2 separate regions of the Mus musculus genome follow, and region 1 is linked to region 2. Evidence: chromatin contacts called from public promoter capture Hi-C data. All regions are on one chromosome and are shown on one strand. Each heading gives the region's core, a stretch centred on a gene start, on an enhancer-like site or on the middle of the called end of the contact. The rest is flanking DNA. Distances are from core to core; before and after follow the strand shown. Region 1 holds the start of Ccl1 (chemokine (C-C motif) ligand 1). Region 2 holds the start of Spaca3 (sperm acrosome associated 3).

Region 1 (5,300 bases), core at 210-2,709, 1.3 Mb after region 2:
TACAAACCAGCAGGTGGTGGGGACAGAAACCACAAGCCTGCCTGAGCCATGGCTCAGCACACACTCCTGCACATACGGTGAGACTCTTCCTACCACATATACAAACCCCTTCAGTCCCAGTCTCCCAGCACAAGTGCGTGGCTCTGTGTACTGTGCTAGTACTTAAGCTCGGGGCTCTGGCCTCACATCCTAGAGGACCTGTTATCCCATCGCATGCAGGACATTGTAGTTCTTGGTTCACAGACATGGGGCTGGGTGAGGAACTCCACAAGGGCTCAGAAGGAAAAGGGGGTATTCCCAAAAAGTGGCTGGTCCACTCGCCCACACAATCTTCCACATTCCCATCCTTGGCCCTCCCCTCTTTCAGGGACCAGTAACCCCCAGTCTGCTGATTTGTACGCTCTCCTCCCACATCCCACCTTCAACATCCCTGTGTTCTAACCCTGGATCCTTCCTGTCTCGCTGTTCACAGAAACTTGCAGGTCCCCTGACCTCAGGTTGGTATTTTCCGAACAATCTAGAACATGGATTCCAGTTTATCCATACAGAAAACATCTTTAAGAGATATAATAGTTATCTGGCTGTTCACTCCTGTGGTCCTTCCTTCAGCCCCTGCCTGTCATCTGTCACACTGGAAATCAGTCTTAGTCCCTCCTCTGGACTTCAGGGATCCTAATTTGTTTTAAACAACCCCATAGGCCCTTCCAGTTGTCTGTAGGGTGAGGATCAAAATTATCTTCCACACACTAAAGCCACTTCATCTAGAAGGAGGAGGATGAAGAGGAGGAGGAGGAGGAGGAGGAGGAGAAAGGAGAAAGGAGAAAGGAGAAAGGAGAAGGGAGAAGGGAGAAGGGAGAAAGGAGGATGAGGAGGAAGAGAAAGGAGAAGGGAGAAAGGAGGAGAAGGAGAAGGAGAAGGAGAAGGAGAAGGAGAAGGAGAAGGAGAAGGAGAAGGAGAAGGAGAAGGAGAAGGAGAAGGAGAAGGAGAAGCTCCTCCCAGAACAGGGCCAGTCTTGGAACCCCATCAAGAGGATGCTGGCCCAGGTCTGTCTCTGCAGCCACCTAGTTCTAGGATTAGCAAAAGAATCAGAGGAATGGGTTTCAGGTCTGAGCTCCCCACCACGAAGTAGATGTGTGCTCCCAGTCCATAACCTTCCTCCACGCCCAGCGTCCCTATCCCATTACTGCCCGCCATTCATCTCCAGATAGGGACAGAAATGAAGCCAATGATGTCTAGGTAAGCTCTGTTCCCAGCCCAGAGTGCCTGCCTATACATCTCCCCTCCCTGGGCCCAAGCACTAGGACCCCATTACTCACTGCTCTTGCTGTCAACATCCTGTATCCACACGGCAGCCAGCAGCAGGCACATCAGTGCCATGGCAGTGGGTTTCATGGTGATAAGTTTCTGTCTCAAGCCTCTCTAGAGCAACCGCCGAATGTCTGGTGGAGCCAAGAACTCTCTCCTGCCTCACCCTGTACTGAGCTTTTATCAGAAGGCCCGGGGTGCTTTCCCAGACCATGGAGAAGAGGTGGGAGTCCCAGGGAAAAGGAACTCATACCCAATGGCCACATGGAAAACTCCTTTTCTCACCTCTCCTGGGAGGAGGGGGGCGTATTCGAGGTATGTTTGGGTGCCTAGTGGCCTTGGGAACTTCCCCAAGTGCAGAAGCAGATACCAATCTTTACGTTCTTGACAAAATACGTGGGAGCTGTCCTGGCTGAGTGGAAAGTCAAAAAAGGTGAGAGAGAGAGAGGAAGTGGCCCGTACACAGCTTGTCTAACCCACATCATTCCATTCAAAGCAGCTACAGGCCTTGGAGAAGGACAGAGCAGAGAAGGTACAATCTGCATCAAATGGAGCTTGTGTCTGGGTTCTGGCTCTGCCAATCAGCCATTGCACAAACTTCTCTAAGCTGCACATCCCTACAAAATGGAACTAGTAACACATCTCAAATCCGGGTGGTAAGAATGAAATGCAGAGCTGGGGAGATGGCTCAGTCAGCAAAGTACCTGCTACACAAGTGTGAGGACCAGAGTTTGATTCCCAGAACCCGCATACAGAGCAGGGGTAGTGGAATGATCTTGTAACCCCAGAGCTGGAGAGGCTGACCGGCTGATCCCTGGAGCTGCCTGGTTTGCCCGCTGAGCCTAGTTGGAGACCTCCAGGCCAGGGAGAGAACTTATCTCAAAAAGCAAAGTCGTTCACATGCACATAGACACATGTATGCACACCTACATACATGTACACACACACACACACACACATACACACACATACCACAGGTTGATCCTGTCTGTCTAACGTTTGGCCAACACATTTGCTATTAGTTTTATTTCTTTGTTCCCCAGCCCTTTCACAGCTTACTCTGATCCAGACCCTTGCTTGGTTACCCTTGGGACAATTGCCAATGGGGGCAAAGCCTGACCTGAGCCATCTTGCTTCAACCTATAGACAAGCCATGGAGAGCCATCCAACACAACAACGGCTCATTCAAGACAGATCTGTCATGTGGGGGGCACAGGAGAATGTTGGGGACACCCAGGGACTTCAGAGGACCCTTTCCAGACAGTGTTCTATAAGTACCATGTCCTGCAGGCTGCTGTGAAGACAGCACGTCAGGCAGGGGAAGGAGTCTGGAAAAGCCAAGTACAGAGGAACACCCTTCACTCAGCATCATGGAGAAAGCTAGAGCATGGGATGTAGATGCAGATGGGGTTGTGCAGCCAGATAAAAACAGTATATGCAGTGGGCAGTACTTGGGATAAGCAGCTCATAGGAGGCCCTCAAGAAAAAGCAGCTAAGCTTTCTGGCATTGGCATCATGGGGCCTATACACAGTGGGTTGGCTATGCTAACCTATGTTGACCTTAGCCTGTGCAACTGAAAAACCTTCAGTGTTTGTTGCCAACTGAGTGTAACTACTAGATAGTTAGAACTCTTCCCAAATAGTCAAGCTTCAGTCATCCATTTTGCTCTCCTATATCCACCATCTCATCCTTACTGTAACATCGACCTGACCACCTTCCCAGCCAACTCCCTCTGTGCCCAATCTGCTCATTTCAAACACCCTTCCTCCAATAAAAGTCATTTGCCAACCCCTGCGGGCAAATCTCAGCCTCCTTTAAGCCCCTGTGCCTGGATGGCAATCGGAAGTCCTTGTCTTCCCGCATCTCTCCACTGAGGCTCGCTCCGTGCTACCGTGGCATGTCTGAGCTGAATGAGCTTTTCAAGACCTTTGGCAGTGATGACTCTTGGCACTCCTGAGGGAGCTTTGTCGAAACTGGGAATATCTTGGCTCCATTTCAGAGTCAGAATCAAAACTCAAGTGCCTGTACTTGTGAGGAGAAAACTCCAGGCAATTGTCAAAGCACCAAGAGATAAAATCTCCACAGTATGGAGGGTGGGAGGGTGACTTTCACGAGGAGGGAAGTCTTGGGCTTGATGCTATATTGAGAATGGGGGTGGCATAGGAGGCAGAGACTCGAGCCCTGGGTATCTAAGAATAAGATCAGCTCATGATCTTTACACAGCTGGACCCATGCCAGTCAGACCCCTACTGCTTCCTGCCACCCACAAAGTCATTAAAATTACTACCCCATTGCTGCCTCTCTATGTCCTTGTCTTTGGAGGCTGATGTGTTCTGGTCCTTTACCCCCGGGGTCTTGGGAAAGGGGAGATGTGAGTATATAAAAACTGGCCAAATGCAAGTATAGACCCTTTAGACTCGGGCAGTGAAGAAGGGGCCACATAGCTGCCCTGGAAATTTCTGGTTCTTCCCCTGTTCTGGGAGCTGTCCCTCAACAACTAGCTCCCCATCTTCCCCCTCACTGTGACCACAGTATTTCCCAAACAGAAAAGAGGAACTCATTAGTACTTTGTTATGCCTTACCTTCCTGGGCTCTCTCAGCACCTGGAAAGAAGTGACCAAAAGTAGGATTTATCATCCAGCAACTTCATATTACACATGGGTACCCCAACATGGCTGTCGAGGCCCAGGGACTAGGACCATGTGATAGGTCAATAAAGCCTCTGTGGAAATGAGCAAGCAGAAATGATCGTGGATTGGCAAACAAGAGGTGACCTCGGGATACGCACTGTTATCATTCACACAAGCAAGCCTTCTTTCTGTGGCGTGTAGTTAGGAGCCCTTGTCACTCATCTTTCATTTTCTAGGGACCACTGAATGAGGACGGGGATCAGGTGGCTGGCAGCCAGGGTGGAGTCATCCTAAGATGCTGTCCAGAGGCATTCAGCCCAGCCCTGTCTACCACCTGCTACTGAGTTACAGGTCAGGTGGTCCTTCCATAGCAGGCCACGGCCAGCCCCTTGGCATGTGTTGAGCATGGCAGAGCTGCAGAGATGACTTGATCCATCTCCAGAGTGAAATTCTCTATGTATTCCTTCAGGGAGAGGAAGAGGAACAGTGACTAGAGCCAGACATAGACACATCAGATCCTAGTTCTACCGCTTCATCCTGGACAGGTAATACAGGCTTTCTGAGCTGTGTTTCCTCTTGGACCAAGCACAACTCTCTTTAGTACTGTCAAAATAAACTTCCTAAGCCTTAGCCTAATTGTGGGTTGTTGGGAGGGCTCCCTGTGATAGGAGCTGGCTTGAGAGGAAAGGAAAGAATCTCCAGGAGAAGTACTAGGGGGAACCAAGTGAATCTCAGGGGGACTCCCAGATTATGCAGAGGTAGATCTTGGGGAGTGGTTTAAATATAGGACGGGCTCCAGAAGAGACGGTGTCCTGGTGGGGAGGGCTGCAGAAGTCACTGGATCCACCCCTAAAACTGGGTCCCCTTTGCTCCAGATCTGGGACTGCTCTGAGAGGTCCACGGGTGACACCAAGATGTGTCACTGTCTCCCAAACAGGGCTCTACTACCCAGTCTCTTTTGCTACTAGCCTGGTCTACAGACACCCAGGTGTCCTTAATGATGTGTCTTTAACGATGTGGTCACAGTGTCCTTCTGGGTCCTTGATATCTGCCCCAGACACAGTTGCCTGAGGTAAGCCTATGTCTATTCACAGTAAAGATGCCCAGCACCCACACACCACAGAATCCTGAGCCCTGAGCCCTGGCTTCTTTACTTCCTGTTCCTGTGGTTTTTTAGCTGCTTTGTTCTTTTACAGGAGACTTTCCTGTCTACTGCTTAGTTACAGCACAAAGGACACGGAAGTGTCTCTCACTACAATAGAAGCAGGCAGAGGTTGTCACAATAGTGACCATCACTGGTTCTTTCAAGTGCTTCTGAGCCTGAAAGGCCAGCCCGCTGTGCTCAGGGTGAAAGTACAAATGTC
Region 2 (4,816 bases), core at 1,371-3,870:
CTTCTGCTGAATAAATGTTCAAACTTGGATGCCTAGTAGAATCACCTGGTGAGCATTTAAAATATACTTGTCCAACTAGACATTTCTGTGAACAGCTATCTGAAAAAAAAAAATCTTGCCAGGCAGTAGTGGTGCATGCCTTTAATCCCAGCACTTGGTAGGCTGAGGCAGGTGGATTTCTGAGTTCAAGGCCAGCCTGGTCTACAGAGTGAGTTCCAGGACAGCCAGGGTTACACAGCGAAACCCTGTCTCGAAAAAGAAAAAGAGGAAAAAAAAAAAAAAGCTCATTGTCACTAGTTAGCAGGGAAGTGCAATATAAAAAATCTTGGTGAAACCTCTTACATATCAGGTTGAGTTGTATCAAATACAACAAACATTGATGATGGGGAAAACTGAGAACACACAGTGACAGGCCTGGAGAATACTATGTTAATGGAGATAAGTCAGTTCACGTGCTCGAGACACCTAGAGGAATCCGATTCAGAGAGTCCAAGAGTGGAACGGGCCTGAGGGAGGGGTAATCTGGGAGTTACCAGGTAACAGGCATTAGAATTCAGTCAAGCAAGACGAATTGACTGTGCAAATCTGTACTATACAGAGGCGCTGGTAATGTATTGTGCATTTACAATCGTGAGGGGACAGATTTCCGACTTTAAGTATTCTCATGGCCTTTTAAAAACTTGACTTGTGGACTGAGCAGGTTGCATTTATATATCTACAACTATAATATAAACAGTTAAATAAAAAGTGGCCATGAATTTGAGAGCGGGCAAAAGGGGGTACATGGGGGAGGGGGGAAAGGCAAGAGGAAAAGGACATAATTACATTTTACCTTCAAAAAATAAAAAGTATTTAAAAACCAAGCTAAAGTTGTCATTGCTACTTAGCTACTGTATTTATTCTGAGATATACATCTGTGTGTATATCTATGCATCTCCCAGTCATTTAAAAACAAAACACTGGTGGGACTGGGGAAATGGCTCAGTGGTAAGATCATTGGCTGCTCTACCCAGAGGACCAGGGTTTCACTCCCAGCACTGCCATGGCACCCCCCAGTCATCTGGAACTCCAGTTCCAGGACATCTAACACCTTCTGGCCTTTGTGGGCACTTCACAAATGTGGGGTACAGACATATATGCAGGTCAAATATTCACACACATAATTTTAAAAAAAGGAAGAAACATGGTGGTGGTGGTGTGGAAAGTTCAATGCTAACAGAGTTAGTCTGGGTTGGGCCAGGAAGATAAGATAACCTTGGAACAGCTAAACACTTGTGATTTCCCTGTGTTTTCATAGTGATTGCTACGATCTACTGAGCTACCAGCCCCCAAGTCCTAAGCCCTTTATAAACAGTAAAATTTCATGTAATACCTTCCGTGTAAGGCAAGGATTATCACCTCCACTTGGGAACTGAGGAAAGAGAAGGCTTAAGCTCTTTTCTCTGGTAGGCACTGTTGCCCATGTGGGAGTGAGCTCAGGACCAAGGCTCTGTGCTATAGAGCAGGGTTAATAATGCCATGCAGGCAGGTGCTCCACTGGGCACACGGGTATCACAATCTACTCTCAGGCTTTAGGGACAATAGTGTAACGTTGGCCCTGGCTCTATGTACATTGAGCAGTTGTCATCTAGACAGAGGAGAGAGTTGGTCTGTGGCTCAGTATTAAGGAAGAATTTTTTTTTTAAAAAAAGAGAGCTCAGTGGGTGAGAATGAGTTGGCAGGAAGCAGTGGGTTCATACAGTTGTATTTGGGAAGCTATGTCTGTTGGGAGGGCAGAATCATTCTTTGAAATACTGTATGTGTGTATGTGTGTGTGTATGTGTGTGTGTGTGTGTGTGTGTGTGTGTGTGTGTGCATGTGGGTGTATGAGACAGATATGTGTAAGACAAGTTTTTGTTTGTGAATGTATGTGGTGTGTGTGTATGGTGTGTGATGTGGTGTGTATGGTATGTATATAGTATGTGGTATGTGTGTGTATGAATGCATGTGAGTGTGTGAGATGGGTGTGTGTGTGTGTGGCTGTGGTGTGGTATGTGTTGTGGTGTGTATGTGTGTGTACAGTGTGTGTTGTGGTATGTGTGGTGTATGTATAGTGTGTGGTGTGTATGTGATGTGGTATGTATGTGTGTTGTGTGTGGTGGTTGTGGTGGTGGTGGTGGACTGTGCGTATGTGTGTGTGTGTGTGTGTGTGTGTGTAAGCAGAGGTGGCCAGGAAGGGCTGGGATTGGATACCTTTGACACGGGCTGGGGTGGTATAGCACAGTTGGTATAGTGTTTACCCACCATGCATGAAGTTCTGAGCCTCTTTCCCCAGCACAGCATAAATCTGTCATGGTGGCACATTCCTGTAATAGGTCACCTTGGGAGGGAGGGAGGATCAGACGTCTCAAGTTGTCCTCGGATAGATAGTGATTTGAGGTCAGGCTGAACTACCTAAGATTCTGAAAAAAAAAAAAAAAACAAATAAGAAATGGAGAAATAGATGCCTCTAAAATGCCCCTGCATCTTATGACTGAAGGGCACAGGTGATCTTGACGAAGTTCCGTGAGTGAGAGCTGGTTCTGGACGATGAGCTCACAGGGCCAGGGAGTTCTAGAAGGGCTGAGGTCAACCTGAAGTCGTGTCTGATTTCTCCCGTGTTCTCTCAATGCCTCGTGCTGGGACACTGGCACGATTACAAAGGGTGTCCTGAACCGCATCAGGACTTGGAGCCACAGCCACCGCTGTCATCGTCCCCCACCGGTTCAGCTCTGGTAGGGAGGACTCCTGATCTGTGAGACCCTCTCTCCGAGTCCTGGTGCTGTTAGCTAGAGGGGCCAGGGAATAGCAAAGTAGTGATCAGAGATGGAGGGAGGGGTGAATCTTGTTCTGGAGTGGGGAAGAGAGGGAGGGAGGAAGGGAGGGAGGGAGAGAGAGGGAGAGGAATAGAGGGAGAGAGAAGGGGGAAGAGGGAGGGGGACAGAGAGAATAAATATGAATAAGAGCATTTGCTGGCAGGTCTGTGGTCTCTGAGTTACCACCAGATCCATTTCCTTAAACCTTTGGACCTGCTGTGAACTGCTCCGGATAAAGTTATCTTTAAGTTGCTTTACTCTGAAAAATACCATAATATCACAAACACTCACTGGGTAGCAGTGAACTTGGTTTCCTCATCTATACATTGAGTATATTAATCCCAGCTCTTTGAATGGTTAAGAGGATTAGATGAGCTTAAGTTAGGAAACACTCACAAAGCGCCTAGTCCTACAGCGTTGAAGGACTCAGCAAAGGTAACAATTATCTCACTCCTGGTACTTTGAGAAGGGCTCACACTCTGTGGCCATGACTTCAGTGTACTTGAGTTTAAGAAGCATCCACTGAACAACCTCTCTACACCAGCGTCTCTGTTTGCCTTTCAAGATATGAAGATAAATAGGACCAGGCCACTGTTCTGTGGAAGGTCACCTTGGCTGGGGGCAGGGGGCTGATATATATTATAATCCAGTAAAGAGACAAAGTTACTCTACCTGTCTGGAGAGATGGTCCCTGCCAGGAAAGCCTCACCGGGGACTCACCTTGGATGATCCTTGAGGCATCAATTGGAGCTGTCTGTGCAGAGGGAAGGGAGCTAAATTGCTACACAGTAGGCATCTCCAGAAGAGTGACCAATGTAGTGTCCCAGAACAGACGGTATAAGTGAGAGACAAGCTGGCTTTACAGGACCAGGTCTTACATGTCAATTCATTCTGGTGCATGTGATAGATGGAGGCAGGGGAGTTTGTAAGAGGTCAAGACTAAACACAGGGAAGGCGTGGTGGTGGTTTGAACTTAAGGAAAGATTGTGCTCTTGGAGGGAGGGATCAACAGGCCCTTGACATTAACTGACTCCCGGTGGATGGAGGGTGTAGGCTGGAGAAGTCAAGGACAGCATCTGTATTCCTATCATCTTTGAGTAAGCAGGTGCTCTAGGATGTGCAGGGAAGCCAGAACCAAGAAGGGCGGAGTTTGGTGGGAACATTATCTCTTAGATGAGTTTAGTTTGAGGTGACTGTGGGGTAGGAACTGACAAGAGGTGTTCGGGGCTCTTTTTCAGGAAAAAAAAATGCTACAAGAGGCCATTACCTTGCATTTGCTGTTAACAGCAGGGGCATCCTAGGCCTTCCTGATGTGGAAGAGGAGGGTTTAGGGTAGAAACTGGAAAACATCTCAACATTTAAGACTGGGTCAGAATTGGGTTATGCAATGCAGGAAAAATAGTCAGGGAGGAGGGAGCCTGGATGAAGGGGGTACTGTGGGAACCAGCAAAACCCTGATTTCAACAGGGATGTGACTGGCAGTAGGAATGTCCCCAAGGTCCATCACCAGAGGTCTCAGGTGGGTGGTGGGGAAACTTGTGACTCCAGATTAGCAAACAAGGGAGAGCCAGGTATAGTGGTGCACACCTGTAATTCCAGCAACTCATGGAGCCAAGACTGGAAGATTATTAAGTCAGCTCGGGCAATTGGCAAGATCTTGTCTCAAAACAGAATGGACACAGGGACCAAGGGATCAGTGGTATAGGCCAGTGGTGGAGCTCTTCGTCAGCCTGTGAAAGACCTGGGATTTGATCTCCAAAACTAGGAAAGAGAAAAGAAAAGAAAAGAAAAGAAAAGAAAAGAAAAAACAAACAAAAAACTGAAACAAAACAAGAAGAAAAGACAAGATGAAGGAACAGGGAAGCAGTGGTGAATCCCTCTCAGAAATTTGGATGAGAAGATCAGAAAAGGGAGATCAGTACAGACAAGGATAAGAAACAAGGAAAGATATTCTAGAAGTAGGGGCTCTCAGCCTGAGTGTT

Evidence for each region. Promoter capture Hi-C pulls out the DNA fragments that hold promoters and counts their contacts.
Region 1: a promoter capture Hi-C map of stem cell-derived epiblast-like cells shows a contact between it and region 2, with 6 times the contacts expected there. The contact joins the promoter of Ccl1 here to the promoter of Spaca3 in region 2. A contact is called at or near these places in 6 of 39 promoter capture datasets (the 3T3-L1 cell line, hippocampal neurons, liver and 2 more) and 1 of 115 datasets of contacts at active chromatin or transcription factors (embryonic stem cells).

What each region holds. Positions count from the first base shown.
Region 1 is chr11:82,178,353-82,183,652 of GRCm38.p6, forward strand. Ccl1 (chemokine (C-C motif) ligand 1) reads right to left here and starts at 1,460. Exons shown (of 3, transcript NM_011329.3): 1 at 1,317-1,460. The coding sequence starts at 1,392.
Region 2 is chr11:80,855,769-80,860,584 of GRCm38.p6, forward strand. It overlaps Spaca3 (sperm acrosome associated 3), which reads left to right and starts at 2,621. Exons shown (of 5, transcript NM_029367.1): 1 at 2,621-2,753. It overlaps 4930507D10Rik (RIKEN cDNA 4930507D10 gene), which reads right to left and starts at 2,532. Exons shown (of 3, transcript NR_110449.1): 1 at 2,360-2,532.